7 separate regions of the Mus musculus genome follow, and all the other regions are linked to region 6. The links are chromatin contacts, called in public HiChIP or PLAC-seq, Micro-C and promoter capture Hi-C maps. All regions are on one chromosome and are shown on one strand. Each heading gives the region's core, a stretch centred on a gene start, on an enhancer-like site or on the middle of the called end of the contact. The rest is flanking DNA. Distances are from core to core; before and after follow the strand shown. Region 1 holds the start of Usp27x (ubiquitin specific peptidase 27, X chromosome). Region 2 holds the start of Tbc1d25 (TBC1 domain family, member 25). Region 3 holds the start of 2010204K13Rik (RIKEN cDNA 2010204K13 gene). Region 4 holds the start of Ftsj1 (FtsJ RNA methyltransferase homolog 1 (E. coli)). Region 5 holds the start of Ebp (phenylalkylamine Ca2+ antagonist (emopamil) binding protein). Region 6 holds the start of Otud5 (OTU domain containing 5). Region 7 has its middle 11 kb from the start of Was.

The links. Promoter capture Hi-C pulls out the DNA fragments that hold promoters and counts their contacts. Hi-C and Micro-C count contacts between places; a contact is called where the count stands out from the background. HiChIP or PLAC-seq counts read pairs in DNA pulled down with a chosen protein or histone mark. Capture Hi-C pulls out chosen DNA fragments and counts their contacts.
Region 1: a Micro-C map of embryonic stem cells shows a contact between it and region 6, with 11 times the contacts expected there. The contact joins the promoter of Usp27x here to the promoter of Otud5 in region 6. A contact is called at or near these places in 1 of 39 promoter capture datasets (the SN4741 cell line) and 2 of 484 Hi-C or Micro-C datasets (both in embryonic stem cells).
Region 2: a contact with region 6 is called in a promoter capture Hi-C map of adipose tissue. The contact joins the promoter of Tbc1d25 here to the promoter of Otud5 in region 6. A contact is called at or near these places in 3 of 39 promoter capture datasets (hippocampal neurons, liver and pre-B cells), 1 of 115 datasets of contacts at active chromatin or transcription factors (memory CD8 T cells) and 3 of 9 other capture datasets (adipose tissue, liver and pancreatic islet).
Region 3: a contact with region 6 is called in a promoter capture Hi-C map of the SN4741 cell line, with 3 times the contacts expected there. The contact joins the promoter of 2010204K13Rik here to the promoter of Otud5 in region 6. A contact is called at or near these places in 2 of 39 promoter capture datasets (the SN4741 cell line and pre-B cells), 2 of 115 datasets of contacts at active chromatin or transcription factors (memory CD8 T cells and pancreatic cancer cells) and 1 of 9 other capture datasets (macrophages).
Region 4: a contact with region 6 is called in an H3K27ac HiChIP or PLAC-seq map of microglia, with 8 times the contacts expected there. The contact joins the promoter of Ftsj1 here to the promoter of Otud5 in region 6. A contact is called at or near these places in 2 of 39 promoter capture datasets (liver and pre-B cells), 1 of 484 Hi-C or Micro-C datasets (liver) and 1 of 115 datasets of contacts at active chromatin or transcription factors (microglia).
Region 5: a contact with region 6 is called in a promoter capture Hi-C map of adipose tissue. The contact joins the promoter of Ebp here to the promoter of Otud5 in region 6. A contact is called at or near these places in 3 of 39 promoter capture datasets (hippocampal neurons, liver and pre-B cells), 1 of 115 datasets of contacts at active chromatin or transcription factors (memory CD8 T cells) and 3 of 9 other capture datasets (adipose tissue, liver and pancreatic islet).
Region 7: a promoter capture Hi-C map of hippocampal neurons shows a contact between it and region 6, with 3 times the contacts expected there. The contact joins the enhancer-like site here to the promoter of Otud5 in region 6. A contact is called at or near these places in 5 of 39 promoter capture datasets (the C10 cell line, the SN4741 cell line, embryonic stem cells and 2 more), 3 of 484 Hi-C or Micro-C datasets (B cells, embryonic fibroblasts and regulatory T cells), 8 of 115 datasets of contacts at active chromatin or transcription factors (the 230-238 cell line, embryonic stem cells, extraembryonic endoderm stem cells and 3 more) and 3 of 9 other capture datasets (adipose tissue, liver and pancreatic islet).

What each region holds. Positions count from the first base shown.
Region 1 is chrX:7,373,534-7,377,155 of GRCm38.p6, forward strand. It overlaps Usp27x (ubiquitin specific peptidase 27, X chromosome), which reads right to left and starts at 2,297. Exons shown (of 1, transcript NM_019461.4): 1 at 1-2,297. The coding sequence starts at 1,328. The coding sequence ends at 12. Gm14379 (predicted gene 14379) reads left to right here and starts at 2,392. Exons shown (of 2, transcript NR_026741.1): 1 at 2,392-2,750; 2 at 2,991-3,622.
Region 2 is chrX:8,174,549-8,178,084 of GRCm38.p6, forward strand. Tbc1d25 (TBC1 domain family, member 25) reads right to left here and starts at 1,376. Exons shown (of 6, transcript NM_172478.4): 1 at 1,163-1,376. The coding sequence starts at 1,285.
Region 3 is chrX:7,421,576-7,424,955 of GRCm38.p6, forward strand. It overlaps 2010204K13Rik (RIKEN cDNA 2010204K13 gene), which reads right to left and starts at 1,413. Exons shown (of 2, transcript NR_027924.1): 1 at 1,304-1,413.
Region 4 is chrX:8,250,200-8,253,660 of GRCm38.p6, forward strand. Ftsj1 (FtsJ RNA methyltransferase homolog 1 (E. coli)) reads right to left here and starts at 2,207. Exons shown (of 13, transcript NM_001290430.1): 1 at 1,973-2,207; 2 at 681-838; 3 at 370-439; 4 at 197-287. The coding sequence starts at 801.
Region 5 is chrX:8,191,467-8,195,040 of GRCm38.p6, forward strand. Ebp (phenylalkylamine Ca2+ antagonist (emopamil) binding protein) reads right to left here and starts at 2,046. Exons shown (of 5, transcript NM_007898.3): 1 at 1,335-2,046. Porcn (porcupine O-acyltransferase) reads right to left here. Exons shown (of 15, transcript NM_023638.4): 15 at 2,380-2,811. The coding sequence ends at 2,710.
Region 6 is chrX:7,839,650-7,843,218 of GRCm38.p6, forward strand. It overlaps Otud5 (OTU domain containing 5), which reads left to right and starts at 2,182. Exons shown (of 9, transcript NM_138604.3): 1 at 2,182-3,061. The coding sequence starts at 2,468.
Region 7 is chrX:8,099,670-8,103,137 of GRCm38.p6, forward strand. It overlaps the pseudogene Gm6787. Among named protein-coding and RNA genes, the nearest start is that of Was, 11 kb to the left of the region's middle. Within about 2 kb of position 1,467, at least 75 of the 459 cell types and tissues checked have an H3K27ac peak or open chromatin away from gene starts, as enhancers often do. A contact at or near this core is called in the SN4741 cell line, extraembryonic endoderm stem cells and hippocampal neurons, where this site is marked.

The sequences.
Region 1 (3,622 bases), core at 1,047-3,546, 470 kb before region 6:
TGTGTGGTGCTTCAGTAGGCTTGTGGAGTCATTTCTTTCACCTTTTCTGGCTCAGGTTCCAGGACCTGTTTGTGATAGAACAGTAAATACCCTTCACTGTCCAGCACATCCTTAATACTGGCCTTGGTGATTACGGCATCATCACACTTGAACCACTGGTCCCTGTGGTGCCGAATGAAGCTGGTGTAGTGGCCACTCTCCAAGGTTCCTTGGTGATTAACCACAGCAAACAAGGAATACTTATTCTCGTTGTTCGCACTATTGGTTGGGAGCTGCAACTGTCCATTCACCCGGGTCTCTTTACTTGACGCCATAAATGGTGTCATATCCAGCTCCAGAGGAAAGGAAATGTACGTAGTGATCTTGCGCCTCTGTTTCGCTGAGTGTTCAAACCGTTTGAAATGAAAGCAGGCAACTACTGGTAACTTCTTCATAGTGAGCTGTTTGGTAGATTCTTGGTAGCTTTGGCAACTACCACACTTGATTTTGGCACTACTTCCTAAGTGCTCTGGCCTTGTAAACCTTCGCAAGCAGTCCGTGAGAGTGGTGATGCCTGGGATGTGGCTTTCGCCATTCAAACTGCTCTCCCTCCCAGGGCTCATGGGCCAGAAGGATGTGCAAGAGCCAGGCAAGTCCAGACTAATGTCCCAGCATGGGTCTATAGTGGTGGAGACACCATGGCAGGCTTGACAGGTGACATCGGACTGCAGGCCACCTGTGAAGATTTGGTCTATGATGCAGTTACAGTGGTTGGGGTTGCTGGCCACCTTGCCAACATCGTCACCTTTGCAGTGCCTATGCAGGACATCTAGCGCAGCGATGAGGAACTCGTGGGCATCCTGCTGCCTGTACCCTGCTAGATGACGAGCGTGTATCCACACCAGGTGCAGTAACTTATAGGGCACATGAGGAGATGGGTTTCCAGAATACAGCTCCCGAAAGAGCGACGACATCTCACAGACCAGACACAACTCAGGGCTGGGCATTTCACACCGGTGCCTGTCAGAGAGAAAGAAATCTCTCAGTATTGGAGTGTGGGTCAAGGCCTGGACAATGCAGTTCATAAAACACGTGTTGCCAAGATTAATTAGTCCTCGTAAGCCGATGGTAAAGCTGGAGGCGATCCTTCTTCTCCGTGGGTTGTGCCCCAGAAGTTCTAGTTCAGGTTTGGTCGTTTCCCAGGTGGGATATTTCTCCCCAAGTCCCGGCACTGAACACTGTTGCTGAGAAACCTCTGTCGAGGTGGACGCTTGTAATTTCAAGGCTTCTCCTTGCTCTTCTTTGGCAATTTGCTCAATGTCTATGTCATACACATAGTCTTTACACATGAAGCAGTATATGCCTCCATAATAAAGATCTACCGCTAAGTTGTGCTGTTTTGTCTCAGCGTGCTCGTGGATGTGTTTCTCTGTGAAGCAGCCAAAGAAGACGCAGGAAAGGCAAGAGTGGAGTCTGTTTAAATGGGTGCCACACACATGGCAGACGCACGACTTTGCCTTGCTTTTCCTGGTCTCTGGGGTTCCACACCACACGAAGCACTGGTAGATAACCCGCAATTCCTGCCTCCAGTTCTCTCCCACCTTAAAGCTGTTCACGTGGGAACAACCTGGTGGCCCCACAGCAAAATCCACATCCAGGCATCCGCCCCCAGGACCACGCCGGGGCCGGGGCCGGGGTGGGGGCCGTGGCCTAGGCTGCGGCGGGGTACGAAGCCTAGTCTGGGGCCGGGGCCGGGGTCGGCGGCGCGGGGCACGACTGCGACGCGGAGAGGGATCAGGGGGCCGCGGAGGGTCGGAGGGAAGGGTGGGGGGAGGAACCTCGTCGCCGCTGCCGCCAACACCGCTCTGCGCTGGGTTCTCATCCTTCGGCTCCTTCTCGGGCTGCCTCTCAGGCTCAGGCTCAGGCTCAGGCTCAGGCTCAGGCTCAGGCTCCTGTAAGGGCTCGGGTTCGGGCTCCGGCTCGGGCTCCGGCTTCTGTTCGGGTTCCGGCTCCGGCTGGGGCTCGGGCTCGGGCTCCGGCTCGGGCTCTGGCTGGGGCTCCGGCTCGGGCTCCCGCTCCGGCTCCGGCTCGGGCTCCCGCTCGGGCTCCCGCTCGGGCTCCGGCTCGGGCTCCGGCTCGGGCTCCTGCTCCAGCTCCAGCTTGAGCTCAGCCCCGCGGCCCGGACCCTCCGCGATCTCCACCTTCCCGGTGGCGTCCACCTTCCCTGCTGTCTCCACCTTCCCGGTGGCGTCCACCTTCCCGGCCGCCTCCACCTTCCCCTCCACCTTCTCCGCCTCCACCTTCCTCTATGCCTTCTCTCCCGTCTCCGCCGTCTCCGCCTCCTCCAGCCTCCTCCGCCTCCACTGGCTGCGACTCCTCCCCCTGCTCGTGGGGCTCGGGCGGCCACTGGGCGTGGTGGCGCGGGGGCCACGCAGACCTGGGGTGTCCCCGTCCGGACTGAGGGAGCGCGGTGGTTGTGGCAGCTGGACCCAAAAGGGACTTTCACTGAAGGAGGCGGCAGCGGAAGCAGGCGACGCCCCCGGGAATGCTCCCGCCGAAGCCCCCTAGCGGAGGCCGCTTCTGCAGCCAGGCCCCGTTTCCTTTAATTCAATATTTCCCAAACTTGCTGGTTCACGACAATCACGTGGGGGAGCGTGTTAAAATTACAGATTCCTCGGCTCCACCCGCAGGCCTACTGAATCAGACTCTTGAAGGGAGGTACTCCGGAACCTGGATCTCTAACTAGGGCCGGAGAAACTGCTAGTGATCAGGCAAGTTTGGGAAACACAGCTCTAATTCATTGAGGCTGGCGGGAAGTGGGGCGGGGACCGCGCAGTCTCTTTAAGGCGCTTCCAGCTCTCCGCTCCAATCGCTGCTCTGACCCCCTAGGCGGTCTCCTCCCCTCTAGTACTGCCCTCAAGGGTGCAGCTTCCCCTAGCCTGTGGGGCGGGGGGCCCGAAGGGTTGTCTTGTCTAGAAACGTTTCTGAGGCCATAAAATATCCCTTCACAGTCTGGTACTTGAGAATAAAGGCGGGAGCTCCGACATCCATCATTCCAGCGGCTGAACCTGCCTCCAGCAGCTGAACGTACCCCCAACATGTCTCAGTCTCCCCCTCTAGGTCCAACTCCTGCTCTCCCAGAAACGATGAAGCTCAAACTTTACTGGGGACCAGCCTGAACCCCAGATCTAGAGGGACAACAGTGCTCCCAAGGCCGCTCCACCTGAAGGGACATGTCTCTTTGAGAAACTTATCAGCCCATCCTGTGCTGGCTCCTTGCCTCCCACTCAGGCTCCAAAGGCCCTGGGTGGGATGACTGGTTGACAGCTGGCCTCCAGATACAGCACTCCAGATACTGAGCAGCCTGTGGGCAGAAACAGTCACTCCAAGGCCAGCAGGGGAAACCAGACACTGCAAGGCTGTTCCTACAGGTTGCACCTCCCTTACGCTGCAAGGAACCCAAACTACAAAGTCTGAGACCCATAAGATTTAGCAGAGTCTTGGGTGGGCAGCACGTAGGAATAAAGCGGGTATCTTTGGAGCTGCCAGTGAGGAGAGAGTCTGGGGGCCTGCTGTATGAAAAGCAGCATCATAGAGCCCAGGAAGAATGAGTCCAGAACAAACAGCTCAGGTCTTGGGCAGA
Region 2 (3,536 bases), core at 126-2,625, 330 kb after region 6:
CAGGAACGAAGGCTAATGCAGTAGTCCAGGTGTCCAGTCCTTCCAGAGTCCCTTAAATATGGTTGCCAGAATCACCATGTCCAGCTTGACACAATCAAATCAGTGACTCCCCCCCACCCCCCATAGTGCAAATCTCCCTGTAACACTGTTTGTTGCTCAGATCCTTCTTCAACAGCAAACCTAGGTGCTGGAGCTAGCCCTCCCTCCACTCTGAGATGTATTTATGGCTCTACTGGTATCAAACTGTTGAGAGTTCCTTTGAGTACATGCTTTCCAGACTTCTGTGTGCTGACCTCTCTCAGAGTGAACATCCTTCCCACTTCATCTGGCTTACTAAAACCTTTGCCTTAGAGCGCTAACACCCCAAAAGTGATCTCTGGCACTCCAGTCTGAGCCACCGGTCACTGCTTGCAGGTATCACAACGGGTTCCTTCCTCAGAGTGTGTTATATGTCACAAGCTGTCCTATGTGCCCTTCTCCCTCCTGATTGTCTATTACTTTTGCCCCCAGGCTTCCTTCTCCAACAATATGGGAACCTACAGGAACATACCACACTCATCTAGGTGTTCCCTCTACCTAGAACTCTTCTCCCATCCTAAATGCATATGCTAACATTTTGTTATTATTATTATTATCCAGGTCTCTGTGACTTGAGTCCTCTTTAGGGGATTTTCCTATACAGCTTTGGGTAAAGTAACTCCCTAGAGATCCTAACCTTTCCTATCACTTTCTCCTGATATTCACCAATGTTCAAAATATCTCATTTAATTGTTTTTGTCCCCCTCCCACAAGCACGTGGGCTCAGGGGTGGGACATGGACAAAAGTGAACTCTCAATAGCTATTTGTTGACTGACTTTAGGACTATCCCTTCTGACAGCGACAGCACCTCCTTCCTTCCTCTGGACTCCAGAGGCCCCTCCGGTAACCCTACAACCCACCTCTCTACCCGTAGGCTCCACCCATCCACTCCATTGGCCCTGTCTCCTCTACAGTTCCACACCCAACGACAAGTCCCCAAAACCCACGCCTTCATTCTATCAATTCCGCTCTCCAGCCTCGCCCCCAGTCTCCAAGTCACGCCCCAAATTTCAGGTCTGATGCTCTATCCTAGGACAGTTACGGTCTTTTCGTCCACTGGGCGCCCAAGCAGGCTAGCCTCACCTTGACTCGGACCCGTACCACCTCACGCTCCTCCTCCTCAACCGCCGCGGCCGCCTGGGCACCTCCGACGGGCGGGGGCGCTGCCGAGCACGCCGAGTCCGAGGCCGCGGAGGTGGTTGCCATCCCGCCGCTGTCGTCTCTGTCCAGGTGATAACCGATAGTTACCCGTACCCTAACGTACACCCAACAGTGCGGGCGCCCGCGGCCCCACCTTGCACCAGAGCGCAGGCGCAGAGGTGCTGTAGGACCCTGCCCCTCCCACCTGGCTTGGGCTGGAGGTCGCATCTGAGCATGCGCCTAGAGTGCTCTTGCCTGGAACCCCGCCTCCCAGAGTGGAGAATTTTACTTTTTACTGCCTGTGTGTAAGTGCCTGTCCAGGTCCTGCCTGGCCCGGTCCGTGGCGCCGTTGTTTTGGCAGTTTACTTCCGGATTCATGAACCGCCGCGTTAAACGGACGAGCTTGAGAGAGACAAGAGGGAGGCAAGGAGGCCACAGCGTGCTGACATAAACGTTCCAGAACCGGCTTTGAATTGCCACGTGCCTTTGGTGACAGATGATGTCATCGGTTTCAAATACTTCCCTTCGAATTAATATCCTGAAGGGGGAAAATAGTACTCTAAAGATTTTTTTGTTTAGTTTTTTTCCTTTCTTCCTTTCTTCCTTTCTTTCTAAACAGAATCTCACTAATTTCCCAGAGATAATTTGAACTTCAGTTTTTTTTTTAACCTCAGACTTCCAAGAACTTCCAGGTGTGTGCCACCTTCTCCATGCCCACCTCCCAATCTCTTAATTTACACTTATATTCAAGGATAAAGTTTTACACACGTCTAAATCCTTGTTTATACTTCCTTAAGTAATTTACCAAAAAACAAACATTGTATGCTTTCTGAAGGTCCTACTTCTTTCCTAAACTTTTTTTCCAGGTTTTTTTGTTGTTGTTATTTTTTGTGACATTTTCATATAGTTCAGGCTAACCTTCAGACTCTGTCTCAAAAGTGCTGGACCTACATTGTCTTTGTTTTGTTTTGTTTTGTTTTGTTTTTTCGAGACAGGGTTTCTCTGTATAGCCCTGGCTGTCCTGGAACTCACTCTGTAGACCAGGCTGGCCTCGAACTCAGAAATCCACCTGCCTCTGCCTCCCAAGTGCTGGGACTAAAGGCGTGTGCCACCACTGCCCGACCCTACATTGTCTTTGTTTTACTTAATCATTACAGTTTGTTGAGGTCAGCCCTGTTATAAGCTCTATCTGGTTTATCTCATTGATAGAGCATATGTCTAGTATACAGGAGGTCCACAGCACTTCAGTCACAATAAAAATATGTGTTTGTTAAATATGAGTTAGATCGTTGAACACATCTTATGCTTTTTGTTTATTTATTTGCTTATTTGTTTGTTTTTTCAAGACAGGGTTTCTCTATGTAGCACTGGCTGTCCTGGAACTCTGAAGACCAAGTTGGCTTCAAACTCACAGATATCCTACTGTCTCTGTCTCCTGAGTGTGGGGATTAAAGGTGTGTGGCCACCCCAGCCCAGTGTCTTAAGCTCTTTGAGAAAAAAATGAGATAGGTTTTCACTATGAAGTTCTGGCTGACCTGAGACTCTCCATGTAGACTAAGCTGGCCTGGAACTCTCTTCCTCCAGACTGCTAAGATTAAAAATGGACATTACCACAGCCAGCGGGGGAGTTCAAATCTTTTTCTATATTTATTTACTTATTTATTTATTTAATGTATGTGAGTATAGTGTAGCTTCCTTCAGACACACCAGAAGACGGCATCAGATCCCATTACAGATGGTTGTGAGCCACCATGTGGTTGCTGGGAGTTGAACTCAGAATTTCTGGAAGAGCAGTCGGTGCTCTTAACCATTGAGCCATCTCTCCAGCCCTAAAATTTTTATTACATTTTATTGTATGTGTGCATGTGCCACAGCATGCATGTGACAGACAGTCAAAGGACAACTTTCAGAAGTCAGTTTTCTCCTTCCTCCAGGTCAGTACTGTGCATCCAACTCAGGTCACTAGGCAAGGCAACAAACACCTTATACCCATGGAGCCATCTCATAACCCCTGTCTGTCTATCTATCTATCTATCTATCTATCTATCTATCTATCTATCTATCTATCTATCTATCTGAGATGGTCTCAAGTAGCCCATACTGGCCTTGAACTTGCTATTTAGCTGGAGAAAACCCTGAGCTTCTTGCTCCTGAGTGGCAGGATTACAGGCTGTGCCACCATGCCTGGTTTCATGGGTTGCTAGTGTTGGAGATCAGAGCCAGGGCTTTGGGCAGGCCAGCAATGACTCTATCAGTGACTCTGATTTCTATCTCCAGTGGCTTTTCTCAGTCTGGCATATATTTTTAAAATTTTTTT
Region 3 (3,380 bases), core at 163-2,662, 420 kb before region 6:
TAACAAGACACCAAAACAACACTCCTTAGGCTTCTCTTGAGATTAGGGGCCTGAAATGTCAATAAAAATATACACGTTCAAGGCAATGACCAACTTAGTTTGTTCATGAGGCACTGAGCTACGTAATACAATGGTAAATTAGACAGCATGATCCATACTCCAGTGGAGACCCTAGTCCAAAAACAACCCTCCCATTTGTTAACACATTACCTACCCAGAAAATAGCTTAAATGTAACCTAACCAAAAATTAGGCAGCTCTAGATTCCCAGGTGTGCCTGGGCCATACATCTCTCAAGCCTACTGTTGTTGGGAGAGCTGGATCTGGGAAAGGAAGACAAGATCTGAAGTACTCATGGTTCCCTGCCTTACCCAAGCATTTCTCAACAGTCCTTGTAATTTTTTCAGAAATCCTTCCATTCAGAGTCCTGCCTCCCTCGGATGGAAACCCAAGCTTAGCCTAGGGGAAGGACTATGCCCTAGTAGGTTCTACTGATTGGATGCTCTTCCATACAACTTTGGCTCATGAGGAAAACAAGAACTGCCTGGCAGAAGCCATGCCCCATGGATGTGATAGACCATGACCAAGGGACAGTAAGGATTAGAATCAACTAAGATTTATTTATCTTATGTGTTTGAGTGTTTAGCTCACATACATTTCTGCGCAGGGACACTGGTTTTCCTTCCTTAGGTAACAAGGTAGACGACAGATGATATAGATGATAGATGGCATGGGTATGTGTGTGTGCACGCCCCTCCCCCTCGACCTATTAGGGAGCTCAAAGAAACTTGTAGCTGGCTAGAAATCTGATTTAGAGACTAAGTAGTAGAAACATGTATGTTCCCTCTTCTTGTCCGCATGGACACTGCTGTGGTTGAGTTCCGAACTATGTCTCTAGAACATCCACAACATCTACTTGTGGAAACTAACACTTGGAGGTGGGAAGATGCATAAATAGTTGAGAGCACTTAATTCTCACAGAGGGTCTGGGTTCAATTCCTAAGACCCACGTGGTGGTCCATAACTCACGTTCGGGGGGGGGGGATCGATCCAATGCCCCTCTTGTAACCTCTGTAGTCACCAGCACGAACACCTTACACGCGCGCGCGCGCACGCACACACACACGCGCGCACACACGCACACACACGCACATTTTACCTTCTTTAAGTACCGGGGGCAGGGGGGAGGGGGGAGTTTCCCCGTGTGCTCGTGCACGCGCGCACGCACGCACGCGTAGGGAATGTAAGTAAAGCGTCTAGACAATAAGGACCTAAAATGAAAGAGCCATAAGCTACCTACTTACGTTTTTATTTCTCAGTTCTCCAAGTTCCAAATCATCCGGCCCACTAAGGTCCAAACTTGGAGGAAGCTCGAGTCTCTGCTTATTAACACGTGTCGCGGCACGGCTGACTTGTGCGTCACCAACCACAAGGTGGCGAAAGAGATTATCACATCAAACCAGCCTGCCTTCTGCCTCTTCTATACCATTATTTTGCTAAGCAGAAGCATTTCCTGAGCGTGAGTCATTCAATGAGCACAGTGGTCCTATGGATTGTGGCCCTATGGATTAGCTATGATTTCACAGATGAGCAAACCAAGAGCTGCAGATACCTGTGGAGTTTGGCTGTTACCTATTTTTAGTACTGCATCTGCATTTACACCAGCGTCACCACACACATATGAGTACTGTAGTGTTACTTATTTGGCAATTGCTCTGCCATCTTTTGGCAATAAGAATTTATTTCATCCTCATCACAGTCTTACAGGATCACCATCATATATGTGGTCTGTTGATCAAACATCATCATACAACACATGACTATATGTTTCTATATGTTATCTATGTTTTTACTTAAAGGTTTTTTATTATGAAAGAAACTGTATTCCTGGTAACAACTTTCAAATTATAATAATGAGTAAAAAGTCTCCTTTCTTCCCATTAGAACTAGTCAAAAGCGTAACTCCTCACATATTCCTTCATAATTTGTTTACAAATACATAAGCATACTTCATATGTTTATCTTACAATGCACACAAATATATTGTACACACTGTTCTACAGCTTGCTTTTTCTAATTAGGACAGTATCTTGATAGCAGATGTGAGCTGAGGCCACACTGGCCTGTGGACCTCATTTACAGATCTGGAGTAGGACGTGACTGTCCTCACCTGAGAACAGCAAGTGTGTCACCTGATATATTGCAGCCTGAGGTGACAATGAAATGTGGAAGAAGAGAGCGGACTCTCTGCAGCAGCAAGAAAGCGTGGTGAGGTGTAAGGCAAGCCTGTTAATGGGCAGCAAGTGGGACTGGTCCCCATCTCTGGTATATTCAGGTCCTTAAGCTATAGTTTTGAGAAAGTTCAGATTTGGATACAGGCAATGTTCACAGTGCCTTTGGGGACAGGGCACCTCTTTACACCACCGCACAGTGCCAACGTGTGGAAACCCTGTGGGGTAGTAATTGGTAGCATTTTAAAGGTGACAAAATTGAGACTCAAAGAGGACAAGGCTCCCAAGGCTACCCTACTTGAAGCAGCACCTCCCCTTACCTACCTTGTCAGTACTTACAGGACCCTGGGGAACTATTGGCTATTGGTAGACTCTGGAAGACCGGATATCATTATCTTCAGATATGTACCCACTAGGGAAGCCAGCCAGGTCCAGTGCATAACTCCACAGTTACAGTCACATAAGCAACCCTTTTTAAACTGAGTATGTCACAAAACAAGAAGCCATGAGTGTAGGAAAGGGAGGACAGGGGTGAGAGAGAGACAAGAAAGTAAGGATTAGAGCAGTCAGAATCCATATATATAAACATATATGACATTATTACAGAACAAACTTAATTTATAAAAAACATTAAAAACACCCACATAAAATTAACCTAAGAAAATCAAAGATACAGATTTTACTTCTTGGTGCCTAAATATCAAGTAATTTTTTAAAAACCAATCCTAGAAAACTGTTTTTTGTTTGTTTGTTTGTTTGTTTGTTTGTTTTAATTAGCAACAAATGGTTAGCAGTGAATGTAATTGTCTGACTCTATGATTACTACTCAGAAAAGTTAAATAACTCATGTACTTTAAAAAAGAAATTGAAAGGGAAAAGGATGGACCTGGACATTGTTTTGTTAAGTGAGGTGATCCAGATTCAGAAAGGAAGAGGCAGGCGGATTTCTGAGTTCAAAGCCAGCTTGGTCTACAGAGCAAGTTCCAGGAAGTCAGCCAAGCAGAGAAACCCTGTCTCGGGGAGAAAAAAGAAGAGAAAGAAAAGAAGACAGGCAGGCAGGCAGGCGGGCAGTGAAATACTGGATGTTCTCTCTCATGTACAGATGTGTGTGTGTGTGTGTGTGTGTGTGTGTGTGTGTGTGTGTGTGTGT
Region 4 (3,461 bases), core at 957-3,456, 410 kb after region 6:
AGCCATCTCGAAGTCCTTTGATAACTCAGGCCAGCTTTGGTCTTATTATCCTTCACCCTCAGCTTTTTAAAATTCGAGGATTAAATAGCCTTTCTCATTTTTTTATTGTCTTGTTTCTCTTCTCCTTTCTACTGTCCCCCAAACGAAGGCAGTCACTCAGGATAACCCCAATATTCGTAGGCATGCTCTCACTCACCTGAGTGATGTCGCCCTGTATCTGTATCACACCTGGCAGTGGAGCCATAGCCTGTAAGTCCACGGCCACCACCTGACCAGAACCCTGGCCCCTGTGGATAGCACATGTCAGCATCGGATTGACGCCCCACGCCTCCCCCGCCCCCCAGGTCACCCTCTAGCCCCTCCACTCACCCAACCTTCTGGCTCAGCACCTGGCTCCAGCTGCCTGGGGCTGCACACAAGTCAACCGCTCGCTTCACACCTGTGCACACACAGTGAAGACATACTGCTCAGCTGCATGACCAGAAGATGCGGCAAAAGTCACCTCTGTCCTGTGGAGAACCTATGTCTACCCACTGCCCCTGTGCCCTCCTCCTCCTCCTCTTTTGTGGTCTATCTCCTTCCCCGTCTCCGTGCTCCAAGTCAGCCCAGCTACTACAGTGAGTTCTTCAGAAGCAGCCTGCTCTTCCACTCCCAGGTCACTTAGCCCCCAGATTAGGCACCTTTGAAGAGTTGGAATTCCTCATCCAGTTGCAGGAGCTTGAAAGCGCTTCGGGCCCGCCAGCCATTCTCCTTGGCCAGGCGGTAGTAGACATCCCGTTTATCCTTAGATGTCCGTCCCATCTCAGTCTGCTGGCAGACAGTGTGTGCTGATGCTGTCCTGCGCAGGTCAAAGAAAACAAAGTACAGCTAACTGAGTTCATGGGTCCCACACGACAGTCAGCTCATTCAACACATGGAACCCGAAGCCCAGGACCTTATCATGAACTCTCAGGCCCTTTTTCTGATCACATTTAGGTCCCCATCTCTGAGGGACATCACAGACTCCACAGTTAACTGACAGAGGACCCACTACTGACTCTGCTCTCTTCCAACTACTGTCACGGACACACTACACAAGTAATCTCTCTCGCAACCATTTTCTCTGCCCATTTCATCTCTATCAACACCTGACCGTCTCTAGTTATTTCCATTATCTTTAGAGTCACAGAACCCTACTACTCCCTCCATTAAGTCCTTGCTTTTCACACCTATTACCCGACACAACCTCATTCCATCTCCCATAGCCTAATCTCTCTCTCTCTCTCTCCACTCTGCAGTCCACCAATTCCATCATAGATTAAGCTTCCAGTCATTAGTTACTACCACCTTAATCCCCACTAATGCCTGGAGGACCATGACCTGTTAGGGCTCCATTACACCAATTTACCAGCTCCATTAACTCAGCCCTCCAACCAACCTCTCAAAGATCACACGAGTGGCCTTTGGGATCCTTTGCATCAATACAAAGATTACCTCTGTCACTCATATAGCTTCTATTTTGTCTTTCGTCACTGACCCCATTAGTTTAGCACTCTGCCTACGCACCTGTTATTCTCTCCAGAACCTCACCAATACGATTACTATGTAAACTGCCAAATAGCCACCACTTTTATTATTAGCCTTCATTAATTTTCCAGCAGACACAGCACCACGAGTGTAATACCTTCAAGACCCATCTTTTAGTAACATCCCTAAGACCATCTGCAGAGCCTCAAAGACCATCAGCCCATCAGAACCGCCAAATACCCTTCAAGTCGGCCCAGCAGATAGCAGATCAGTTGTGTAGCTCTATGCTGCACCCCGTTCGAGTTCACCTAACAATCTAGTTCCCTGCTCTAGGCAAGCTTCTCGGGGCTTGACTGAACTATGCAGCTGCAGTACCGAGAGTGAATCCCCTCATCCCGAGTTGGAGACAGGGCAGGCATGCCTCCAGTCTCGGTCCCTTTCAAGTCATCAGTGCCCTAGGACCTACCTCAGCTCTTGGATACAGAGCGTGGCTGTTCACCAGCCTCGAGAACAGTTTGCAAACTGAAAATTACAGACTCCAGTTGGTGTTCGGAGTGGACCCGAAGGCCTGTCGTACACGCCTAGAGGTTGTCGCCACGCGGTAAAGTTTGCTTTGTAAAACAGTTCAGTTCCACGGAGATCCAGACCGGAGCACAACGTATGACGTTAGTCTCGTCATCTTGTGTCGACATATCCCGGTCACAGGAACTTCAGTTCCCAGAATGCAACTGACATCGTCTGGCCAATAGTTTTGCAAGGCTTGTGAACCGGCTCTTTGTTCTTTGTTTCAAGGCCAGGGTCCTATAGCTGCGATCCGGAGCAAGATCCTGAGTTCTCGGCTAGTCTGGCTACACGGAGAGACCTTGACGTGGGAAACTTCCACCCCTCCCCCATCGCCCGCTCACTCAGACAAGATAACTTACTTGGCCGCCTTTTCCCTTTTACATCGGGACGGTTATTTAACCTATGTACTACATTTCCCAAAATTCAGCGGGCACGACCACGCCCATTTTTCTTTAAGTCTGGAGGGAAAGGAAATTACGCAAAGGGGGTGGAGCGTGACCACGCGAAGTGAAAAGTCTGTTGCGAAAGCAAGCTAACCTGGAGGCTACGGCGAGCAATTTTGAATTTTACTACCGGGAAGCTACCGCATACGATTTGCAATTTTGAATCCTACTTCTACCGGTTGACTGAAGTGCTTTCAATTTTGCCACCTTAGAACTTTAGTTTCCTCATCTGAAAAGAAGGGATAATCACCTATCTAGAATTCACGGTGTTAATCGGATGCACATCCTTTTCTAATTGTATATTTTCCAAATACTTTTTAATACATTTTAACCACCACCACTGCCCTCACCGCCTCCACCCGCACCACTGAAAAGCATGTCTACGGATTTGCGAGACGCACTGAGTAGAGGCTCTTGCCGCCAAATCTGACCACCCAAGTTCGATTCCCCATACACAAGGTCATGGATGGAAGAAGACTGATTCCTGCAAGTTGTCCTTTGATCCCCAACATGCGCACTTGTCACGCGCCCCCTCCCCCAAATAAATAAATAAATAAATAAATAAATAAATAAATAAACGGACGAACGAACGAATGAATAAATACATGTATGAATGAATAAAAGTTTTGTATTTTTTGTTTTTCCTTTTTCCTTCCTTCTCTCTCTTTCTTTCTTTCTTTCTTTCTTTCTTTCTTTCTTTCTTTCTTTCTTCCTTTCTTCCTTTCTTCCTTTCTTCCTTTCTTCCTTTCTTCCTTCCTTCCTTCCTTCCTTCCTTCCTTCCTTCCTTCCTTTCTTTCTTTCTTTTTGTTTTTTGTTTTTTGTTTTTTCGAGACAGGGTTTCTCTGTATAGCCCTGGCTGTCCTGGAACTCACTCTGTAGATCAGGCTGGCTTCGAACTCAGAGATCTGCCTGTCTTTGCCTCCCAAGTGCTGGGATTAAAGGCGTGCA
Region 5 (3,574 bases), core at 796-3,295, 350 kb after region 6:
CCTGTCAAAACTGGGTAATGGACTCAAATCCAAAGTCCTTGCCAAACATGCATAAAGATTTCTTTGATCAACAAGTTTTCTCTACCATCTTCACCGGCAAGTAAGTACTGAAATCTACTGCTTAAGCACAGTGCATTAAAAAAAAAAAAAGTCCCCAACCACACACTTTCCTTTTTTTTTTTCTTTTCTTTTGTTTTTGGTTTTTTCAAGACAGGGTTTCTCTTTATAGCTCTGACTGTCCTGGAGCTCACTTTGTAGACCAGGCTGGCCTCGAACTCAGAAATCCACCTGCCTCTGCCTCCCAAGTGCTGGGATTAAAGGCGTGCGCCACCACCTCCCGGCTCACACTTTCCTTAATATTTCCACTCAGTTATATAACACTGCATGGTAGCACATACCTGAAATCCCAACATTCTGCGGGGCGAAGCTGAAGCATTGCCATAGCTAGCCTGGTCTACCTAGAAAGTTCGGGGAAGCTGGGCATGGTGGCGCAGGTCTTTAATCCCAGCACTTGGGAGGCAGAAAGTTCAGGGTAGCCAGAACTAAATAGCAAGATACTACATTCAAACAAACTTAGACATTAAGTAGCTTCCAAGACCTCCAAGTCAGATAAAGAGCTTCTGCTGGGTGCCTAGGTGCATTCCTTTCCTTTGTCAAGTGCAGCAGAAACTCTCTAACTTTGCTTCATTGTGATACCCCCTATCGTTTTTTTCTGACACAGCGGGTTTCAAGGCCGCTGGTACACCTAGGCAGAGGCTCCTGAGGCTCTAAAGAGGAATCATCAGATTGTACTGCCAGCATCATCGAGTTGTACTTCTGGTTGCTAGTCACAGAGTATGATCACAGTCTGGTGGGCGAGTCACTGTCAACAAGCCAGGTCCTAGCACTTTGGGGCTCAGTTTGTTGGAAAGACACAGGAATGTAGTCGGGGTGCACTGCAGGGTCCAGTGGCTGAGATTTAACTGGACGCTACTCCCACCCGCAGGGGGCTGCAGAGATGAGGAATCAGAGCTGCGGCCCCAAGCACCACGTTTCAAAAGCAAGAGTCCAGGCAATTAGTGTGCCACCCTGCAACAAGCTAGAAGTAGCAAAAGCAGGGGTCTCACGGGCGGCGCTAACCAAGAGAAAGGAAAACAAAGCCCAGAGACCACCAATCACAACCAGAACCCTCCACTGTAGCTGCCCAACGAGAGGGCGAGTCTTCCGTCGTCTGGACAACCGATTTAGGGCCCGGGTCCCGCGCAAGCGCAGGGTAGGGCAGGACTCGCAGGCAAACCGCTGTCGTGGAGGGTCTGGGCACGTGGAGGGGCTCGGACAAGCTGGCTGGCACTCACCCCAGGCGGCGCGATCGCAGGGCGACTTCCTAACACAGGCTTGCGACTTTCCAGGAAGACCTGCAGGCTCCCTAATAGCCCCAGTTCCGCTCAGCTCTAGCGCTTCCCCGCCCGATGGAGCGGACCAATAGTGAAGTGGAGAAGGTGGCTTCTGCCAATAGGAGTCCTCCGAATGTCGCAGGCCCTGTCCTCGCCTATGGTGTCATCTTCCCTGTTGGCTGAGACCAAGTCAGGAGTAGGGTGGAGACCTCCAAGGTCTGTGGGCGCTTTCTCCCGATAGCAAATCTATGCTATTCTGAGCTTCAATTTCCCTGCCCTCTTATCAATCGCACAAGATGAGGCTGAAATTTGAAACCCTCAACATTTGCTAGTGACCGGAGTTGCGTGGTCTTCTAAGTTTTCTAGGCAACCAATCAGTTCCCGGACCCATTCTTAGCCCAAATGCAGAGAATACGACAGGTGGATTACATTCAGTACAAACAAACCTAGCGCCCACCAGAGCTCAGAACTCTCCAGTCCTAACAGCATCGGTCACCTTCAAACCCTCACTCCTGCTGAGCAGTTGGTGTAGACTCTCAACAGTGCCAGTTCTTAAAAGCCAAACAGAAGGCATGACGGTAAACAAGTTGGCAAACAGACCTCGTCAGCATTTAGTCAGAATATTGATCATCTCAAACTGTCATTTTAATTATTACCTACGGACCAGTAGGCATCAACCCTTCTTCTGTCTTGCCCTACCCCGCCCCGTTCGAATCTGACGAACCAATCAGTACAGGGATCCCCCAGTTTTCCATGAAGTATTACTAAGCCTCCCCCACAAAATCTGTCCCTGCTCTACGCAAGCAGGACCAGGACCCCGCCATCATAGACTCATTAGCCAATCACAGACCATGTTGAATTCATCGCGAATAGATCACAATTTTATTTTCCCTCTCCACGATTTTCAGTTTCCAAACCTTTATGTGTGGTGGAATTTCTTTGCTTTCCCTTTTTCCCCTCTGATCAGTGAAAAAAAAAAAAAAAAACAAAAAACCAAAAAACCGAGCCTGTTGTGTAAGTTCTACTTTTATTCGACAATAACAAACTGCATATAAAAAAGGGAGACGGCAGGCGCAGAGGCCCTGGATCTGCTCCTGTCTGCTTTCCCAAGTATCCATCGTTCCTTGGCCCAATAAGGACCACCCCCTTCCTGCCTGGTGGCGGGGTGAGGATTGACAGGCATAGAAAGTTGTGTGTGTTCCTATGTTGTGTGGAGGGGTGTTGGGGGTCAAGAATGGATAAGGGAAAAGGAGTAGAGAAAGGGTCTTTTCTCATCCCCCATCAGAGTTGGCACCCTAAGGAGGGGTATTGAAGGGGATTATGATGGTCATATGCCTCAGCCTATGAGACGGTAGAAGATCCAGCATCCAAAAGTGACCCAGTGACTGGCCCAGCTGAGCTCTGACCACTTGTGGACAGTGTATGCCATGCCGTAGCCCTGTGGGAGAGAAACAAGTCATGATTTTGAAATTCAACAAGGACAGTGAGTCTCCGGAAAACCCATCTCTTGCCCAGGGATCTTTGGTATTTCATATTCCTGAGTAAAAGAAGGGTCTAGGTGCTTATCAAGGGTGACCAGATACAGTTTGGTTTCTTCTTCTTTAAAGATCATTTTAAGGGGCTGAGTATACAGCTTGATGGGAGGGTCTACATGGGGAGGCCCCAGGTTTTGATTTCCAGCACACCAAAAAGAGTTATTTTAAAAATATGTTGGATGTGGTGGGTCATGCTGATCCCTGAGGTCGTTTGTATATGAGACCACTAGAAATCTGAGTGTCTACCAATACAGGACAAAGTAAACCCTGACAAATTCTTGCAATGAAAAAAAAAAAAAAGGAAGACTGTGTACTTAAAAAATTGGGGGAAGCCAGACGTGGTGATGCACACCTTTAGTCCCAGCACTTAGCACTTGGGAGGCAGGCCGATTTCTGAGTTCGAGGCCAGCTTGGTCTACAGAGTGAGTTCTAGGACAGCCAGGGCTACACAGAGAAACCCTGTCTCAAGGGGAAAGAAATTAAAATATAGAGTGTATGTTTTTGATATGCTTTGAGGAAGTGGGTTAATAGAATAAAATTGAATGTGTGCACATTTTGCAGTGAGTCTCTACAATACTTACTTTTTTGGTTTGTTTTAGGGGTGCTAAAGATCACATTCCAAGCATGGCAGGCAGACAAAGGCTCTACCACTGAGCTATACTCCCA
Region 6 (3,569 bases), core at 932-3,431:
CTGGAGAAGCAGAAACAGTAAAATTTGACTCTTAGGTTTCCGGGCTGGGCAATGACTGGCTAAGGGTGCCTTTTGCTGTTGGAGGAAATTCTTACAGTGCCAGGTACATAGTTAAGTATGGGGTGAAGGCTAGTCATGAATAATAGGAGTTCAGTTTTTAGATGCTGAGCAGTAGGGAATGGGAAATATGGGTCTGGAGACAACCATTAGACGATTCAGGGTAATGTTTATAGGTATTTGGCAGAAATCCATGACCACAGAAGTCCCGTAGATATGAGTCTCCTCCTATTGTGAAATCTCAGGAACAGAAAACATTACTAGGACCCATATTTACCCATGTACTACTGATGCCTTTCAGAGAAAAAAGCGTCATCTGAAGGGAGGAGGTTAGGTGGTCTTTCTGTCTTCCCCAGAATATCTTTTGTTGGAGACAGTCCCAACATGTAGTCCTGGCTACCCTTGAACTAACACCCTCTCCTTCTCTCTCTCCTCCTTTTCCCTCTTCTCCTTCTCCCTCTCCCCCCCTCTCTCCCTCCCTCTCCCTCACACACAATCACTTAAAATTATTTTATGTGTATGGATATTTTGTTTGCATGTATGCATTTTTCATCATACATTCCTAGTTGAGGGTGTCAGTTCCCTGGGACTGGAGTTACACATGGTTGTGAGCCCACATGTGGGTGCTGGAAATTGAACATGAGTCCTCGGAAAGTGATTAACTACTGAGCCATCTTACTCTTAACTATACTCTTAACTACTGAGCCGTTTCTCAAGCCCCTGGCTTTAAGCTCTTGCTCCTACTGCCTGAGCCTCCAGAGCCATGATAATACTAGTTTTGATATTGCACTTTTGTTATGTAATCTCAAAAGAGACAATGATTTGTACAAAGTCAATAGTTCATAATGATCCACGTGTGCCTAGAACTGATGTTTTCCTTATAAGGAATCAACGTCCAGGATTTTTCTGCACTACCACAGGTTCTAACTTATATAGCACTTACTGTGTACAATGCACAGAACCCGGCCATTTATTGGCTTTCATTTCTACCACATAGAAATTATTGCTGCTGGGTGGTGGTTTAATCCCAGCACTCAGGAGACAGAGGCAAGAGGATCTCTCTGAGTTGAAGCCAGCCTGGTCTACAGAGTGAGTTCCAGGACAGCCAGGGCTACACAGAGAAACCTTTTCTCGAAAAAACTAAATAAAAAAAAAAAAGAAAGAAAGAAAAGTTATCGCTAATCTATAGAGAAGTAGAAATAGAGACTAGATTGGGTGTGAACTGACTTGTTCCAAACACTCAGACATTAAGGGCCAAGATAGTATTAGCGTTTTAGCTGCTCAATATCAAGGAGTTTGCCAACACCACTGGGTGACACTAGCTGCTGACAGTCTTGTTTCGTAAATATTCTCTTTTCCTGAGTAAACTTTTGTTTTGTTTTGTTTTGGTGGTAGGGGGGGTGAAAAGCCTGTACCGAGCCTGCGCAATAGACAGACGCTAGAGGTGAACGTGAGGGTAAGAGGGCGGAGGTGACAGAGAAGGCGTGTTTTTCCGCCAAACACTATCAGTACGGTGCACGTCTGTCTATCGGTTGGCCCATCTGAAGTGATGGACAGCTTCGTGGAACTAATCACCGCAAGATTACGACTGTTGCCAGGGTGAAGTAGGACCCACCCTCTTGGGTTGGCGGATGGGAGGAACAGGAAGTGACGCCAGAGGGGACGCTGTGCTCTGGGAATGTTGATGTTTTCCAGTGAGTGTAACTGAGTTCCAGATGGAATCCTTGGAGAGCCGAGTCTTACTGTATATAGTAAGACAGACCGCTCTGTTTATGCACAGTGCCGACGCCTCTGAGCTCAAACCTCGGGGAAAGTAAAGCATAGACTGGGAGCCGAAAGGAGAAGCTGGGAAGAAGGCTGCCGACTTTGAAATTCGAGGCGGAGGACTTGAGAACGAGCGCTCAACCCGGATTGGCCAGTGGGTGTCGTCAAGGCTTTACGCGCCTCTTCAATTGGCTGGTGTCTGCAGTCGTCCCGGCGGGCGAGCCTTTTGCCCACGTACTTCCGTGCAGGGGGCGGGGCTGCGTCCTGTTGTGCATGCGCACAACCAGGAAGCCCCACCCGGTAGTTGAGGAACCTGCGGAGGGGCGGGGCGAAGCGGTGCTTGTTTTGGTTGTGTTTCCTCTGAAGCCGAATCCCGGAACCAGGTAGCAGAGAGCTCGGCCGGCCTTGGAGGGAGACAAGGCTGCGACCAATCCGTCTCCGTACCGTCCCACTGGACTTCACATCCGGGATCTCCTCCTGGGCGTGACCCGCGTCCCGTCTGCGGTCCTCGAACCGGTGTCCTGATCTCTTTATCCAGGCCTTGCTGTTCCCGTCGTGCCTCGCGCACGACCGTAGCCCCCTCATCCGGGTTCTCTCCCGGCGTTCTCCGCGTTTGCTTTGCTGTGGGGTACTTGGCGGTGCCGCCATGACTATTCTCCCCAAAAAGAAGCCGCCACCTCCCGACGCCGACCCGGCCAACGAACCGCCGCCGCCCGGGCCGCTGCCCCCGGCGCCTCGGCGCGGTGCGGGTGTAGGCGTGGGTGGCGGCGGCACGGGTGTGGGCGGAGGAGAGCGCGACCGTGACTCCGGCGTCGTGGGGGCCCGTCCCCGGGCTTCGCCGCCACCTCAGGGCCCGCTCCCGGGGCCGCCTGGTGCTCTTCATCGTTGGGCACTGGCCGTGCCGCCTGGCGCAGTCGCGGGCCCTCGGCCACAGCAGGCTTCTCCACCTCCTTGTGGGGGCCCCGGTGGCCCCGGCGGCGGTCCTGGTGACGCTCTTGGTGCGACAACTGCGGGGGTGGGCGCGGCAGGGGTGGTGGTGGGCGTGGGTGGTACCGTGGGCGTGGGCGGCTGCTGCTCGGGGCCCGGGCACAGCAAGCGGCGGCGTCAAGCTCCCGGCGTTGGCGCAGTTGGCGGGGCCAGTCCGGAACGTGAAGAGGTCGGAGCGGGCTACAACAGTGAAGACGAGTATGAAGCTGCCGCAGCGCGAATCGAGGCCATGGATCCCGCCACTGTAGAACAGGTAAGGGCTGGAAGGTGAGGGGCTGTTGGGCAGAAACAGCGAGTGAGTCTACCAGGCTGAGAAGGAGCGCAAGAAAATGTTTGAGATTGGTCCAAGAAACCCAGGTCTTGATGCTGGGCTTGACATTCTTTCCTGGTGGTGGAGGCATGGCTTCCCCCGAGGACTTGATAGGGGCTCTAAGTTAAGTAAGTTAAAGTACTCTTTTGCAGTCCTGAGATCTTCTCTAAGTGACTGGCATTGGGAATTCCCCAGGAGTCGCAGATACGATGGAGCCCTTCCTTAGAGGAAGCTCTCAGGCCTCTCTAAGGGACTTTGGTTCAGTAACTTTTTCCTTTAGGACAAGTGTGAGATTCCCTCCCGCAAAGAACTCGAATTAAGGTGGTGTCCTCAGAGAAATAGTCTAAGCATACCCAAGAAACTTAAACCCTTGATGTAGGAAGGACCTCTCTCTTTTGCTGAGTCTGCTCACCAGCCATGTGGCCTCCTCAGGAGTCCTAAGCCTGTATTT
Region 7 (3,468 bases), core at 217-2,716, 260 kb after region 6:
ATGATGGAAGGAACTGACTCCTGCAAGTTGTTCTTTCCCTCCCCACTCACCCACGCAGGCATGCTCATGCCTCAGCACCTTGTTGGTACTCAGTAGCCAGGGCAGCTCTCCTTTTAGAAAGCTTACTTTTGTTTTGTTTTGTTTTGTTCTGTTTTTGTCGGTTTGTGAGATTGAACAGCAATGTTCAGGCTTGGCAGCAGGCAAATTTTACCCCCTGACCCTGGCAGCCCAAGTTTTGTTGATGTTGAAGGAGTGAGGAATACAGCTTACTCTCACAGAGACATAGACACAGAAAATGCCACAGTTCTGGACTTTGTCCCCAACCCCCCATATATCCTAGTAACTGTTTTAACAGCGCGCTAGATAACAGCGTTGTCTTTGAGGTTCTCAGCATTAACAGCTTGAGTTGGTTTTAGGTGAGCATTTCCCTGCTTTGGTCTGATTGGATTTTTAGCATCTGTCCTCTTAATATAACTTGGACCTGGTAGTGGAGGCAGGAGCTGATAATTGAACTGACCAAAGTACCATCCATCAGCCATCTATTTCCCAGGCCTTAGATAGGCCAATCCACACTTTGAAACTTTCAGTGTCAATTCGGGCCCATTCCATAGAACTATATAGCCGGCTTTCAGGTGTTTAACACCATCGTGAGGACATCATGTCCTCGTTACACTGGGTGACAAGACAAATAAGAGGTGGGCAATTTCGTGGCAGGGCATAAGGAAAACAGTTGTAGCAACTCTAAGGAGCTTGTCGCTTGCCTTGCATATGTAAGGCCCTAGAAATACGAGAGAGAGAGAGAGAGAGAGAGAGAGAGAGAGAGAGCATTATATTTCCAGGGTACATTTTCTTTTCTAAAAACTTGAAGGTACGCTGGATATGGTGACACATGCCATTAAACCAAGCACTCAGGAGGGAGATGCAGGCAGATCTCTGTGAGTTCCTGGACAGCCTTGGCTACATAGTGAGACCTTGTCTCACCGATGGGCCCCATGAGGGTTTGGGCTTATTTGAGTGTACCTGTGCCAGCATAGGGATCTTCAAACTTTAGCAGCCATCACAGTCCCTTGCTGAGGAGGAGGGTGTATCCATCTACATATTGTCTGTTTAGAAGGTGGGAGCTAGAGTCTGGGAAACTGTCAGTAAAATCTTCCCCAATAATACAGATGCAGCCTTTGAAGACCCAATTTTGAGGACCCTGGCTTATTGCCAGGCGTCATCAAATAGCAGAGGGTACTTGAAAGTTAGAAGGCATGTGGGCCCTGGACCGTGTGGCTCGATGGTCAGTGATAGCTTCTTGCAGGCATTAAGGTTTCAGTATTTTTGGGCTTCTGCACTGAGAACAGCCTCTGTAGCCTGATCACCTGATCATGGAGATGGTGGGAGCTTTCACAAAGGGCAGTGCAATTCTACAAAAGACATCCTCCTCTGAGGATCTGCAGCTTGGATCTGTAATGATTTCCAATTTAAAGGAACAAAGCTGCCACCCACAGGGGCTGCCCTCCTACTGGCAGGCAGCCTGTCTCCCAACCCCCAGCCTGCTTGCTTTCCCTAGCATTTTTTTCAGACCCGAAGGGTGGGAAGAGAGAAAGTCAATTTGGGGAGTGGGTGAAGGATTACAAAGCTTTTCTGGTTTCTAGGGCAACACTGCCACCAAGAGTAAGCTGCGAGACATCTCAGGCGGTGAAGTCAAACAAGAAGGAGCTGCAAGACTGGGCTGTGAAATGTTGCCAAGCCATTTCCAGAGCCGTGAAAAGGAGTCAGAAACAATGAAAAGAGATGCAGAAGCCACAGGTGTGTGTGTGTGTGTGTGTGTGTGTGTGTGTGTGTGTGTGTGTGGCTGGTGCCTGTAATCTCAGCCACTCAAGAAACTGATACAGGAGGATTGCTTGTGTCCAGGGGTGAGAAGCAACACATGGTGTGATCTTTTCTTTAAAAAGGGAGGGGGGTGATGAAAAGAAGAAAAGGAAGGAAGGGGGAAGGAAGAAAAGAAGGGGGAAGGAAAGAAGGTAGGCTCAGAAGTCAATTTGAAGATTAAAGATGGGACAGAGGACCAGCCGAATGGTTCAACACTTGCCATCTTGCTTGAGTTCAAGCCCCAGAACTCGGTGGAAAGAAAGAATAGATGCTTGCAAGTTGTTGTTTGACCTCCACGTGTGTGCTGTGGCATGCATGCATACACACACACACACACACACACACACACACACACACACACATACACACAGAGTATATATGTATATATACATACACACACGCACACAAATATTTAAATGTAGGGTAGAGCCTTGTGTGTGCTTCATGCCTGTAATTCCAGCACCCACGAAGTTGATGAAGGAGGATTGGGTTTGAAGGCAACCTGGGTTACAAGGTAAGAACTGGTCTTAAAAACAAAACAAAACAAAACAAAACAAAACAAAACAAAACAACGCCCCCCTCCAAAAAAACCCCAAAACTAAAACAAACAACAAACAAACAAACAAACCAAAACCAAGAAAAACAAACAGGTACAATTTGACTGGTATGGACTCAAGTAGGTTCCAGTTACAATTATGTCATTTATTCACTGTGTGGCCTCAGGCGAATTCTTCAAGCTCTCTGTATATGAGGGTTCTCCATCTGTGAAAGTAGAGATAACACGAGGTCACTTTCTGGGTGCTCTTGAAGATTAAAGAATCTGTGGGAAATATTCAGAACATCTGCTTGCATCTGGCTGCAGAAACGCCCATCAGCCTTGGCATGTCACAAAGCTAGGAGTGCAGAGATACTCTTAAAAGAGTTCATGAAAGGGCACCGTGCTCTTGTGCATTGCTTTGATAAAATTTCACACAGATAATTTAACTGAGCCAGAAAACGGGGCACTGAGCATATTTTCCTGTGTACTCTGAGTCAGGCTTTTGTGGTCTTTATCTACAAAGGGACATATTCTGAGTCATTGGTGGTCATTATCTACAGGCAGCCCTGCGGACAATGCATCCTTGGAATGATGTGACTCTCGGTATCTAAAAGGTACAAGGGACCCAGAGAGGCAGGACCTATATTTTTCTGATACAGACATTACGAGAAGCAACAGTACTGCTACATGCTTCTGGAAAGGTATATAAAATTAGCCAGGAAACAGAGCACTTGGGAGCTGAGCATTGCAGAACATGGCTATAATTCCAGATAATTGGGAGCAGGCTATAGGATAACATGAACAGAGAAGCTTGAAACCAGCCTGGTCAAGGCAGTAAGGCACTGTTTCTTTTCTTTTCTTTTCTTTTCTTTTCTTTTCTTTTCTTTTCTTTTCTTTTCTTTTCTTTTCTTTTCTTTTCTTTTCTTTTCTCTTCTCTTCTCTTCTCTTCTCTTTTCTTTTCTTTTCTTTTCTTTTTTCTTCCTTTCTCTCTCTCTCTCTCTCTCTCTCTCTCTCTCTCTCTCTCTCTCTCTCTCTCTCTCTCTCCCTCTCTTTCTTTCTTTCTTTTCCAGACA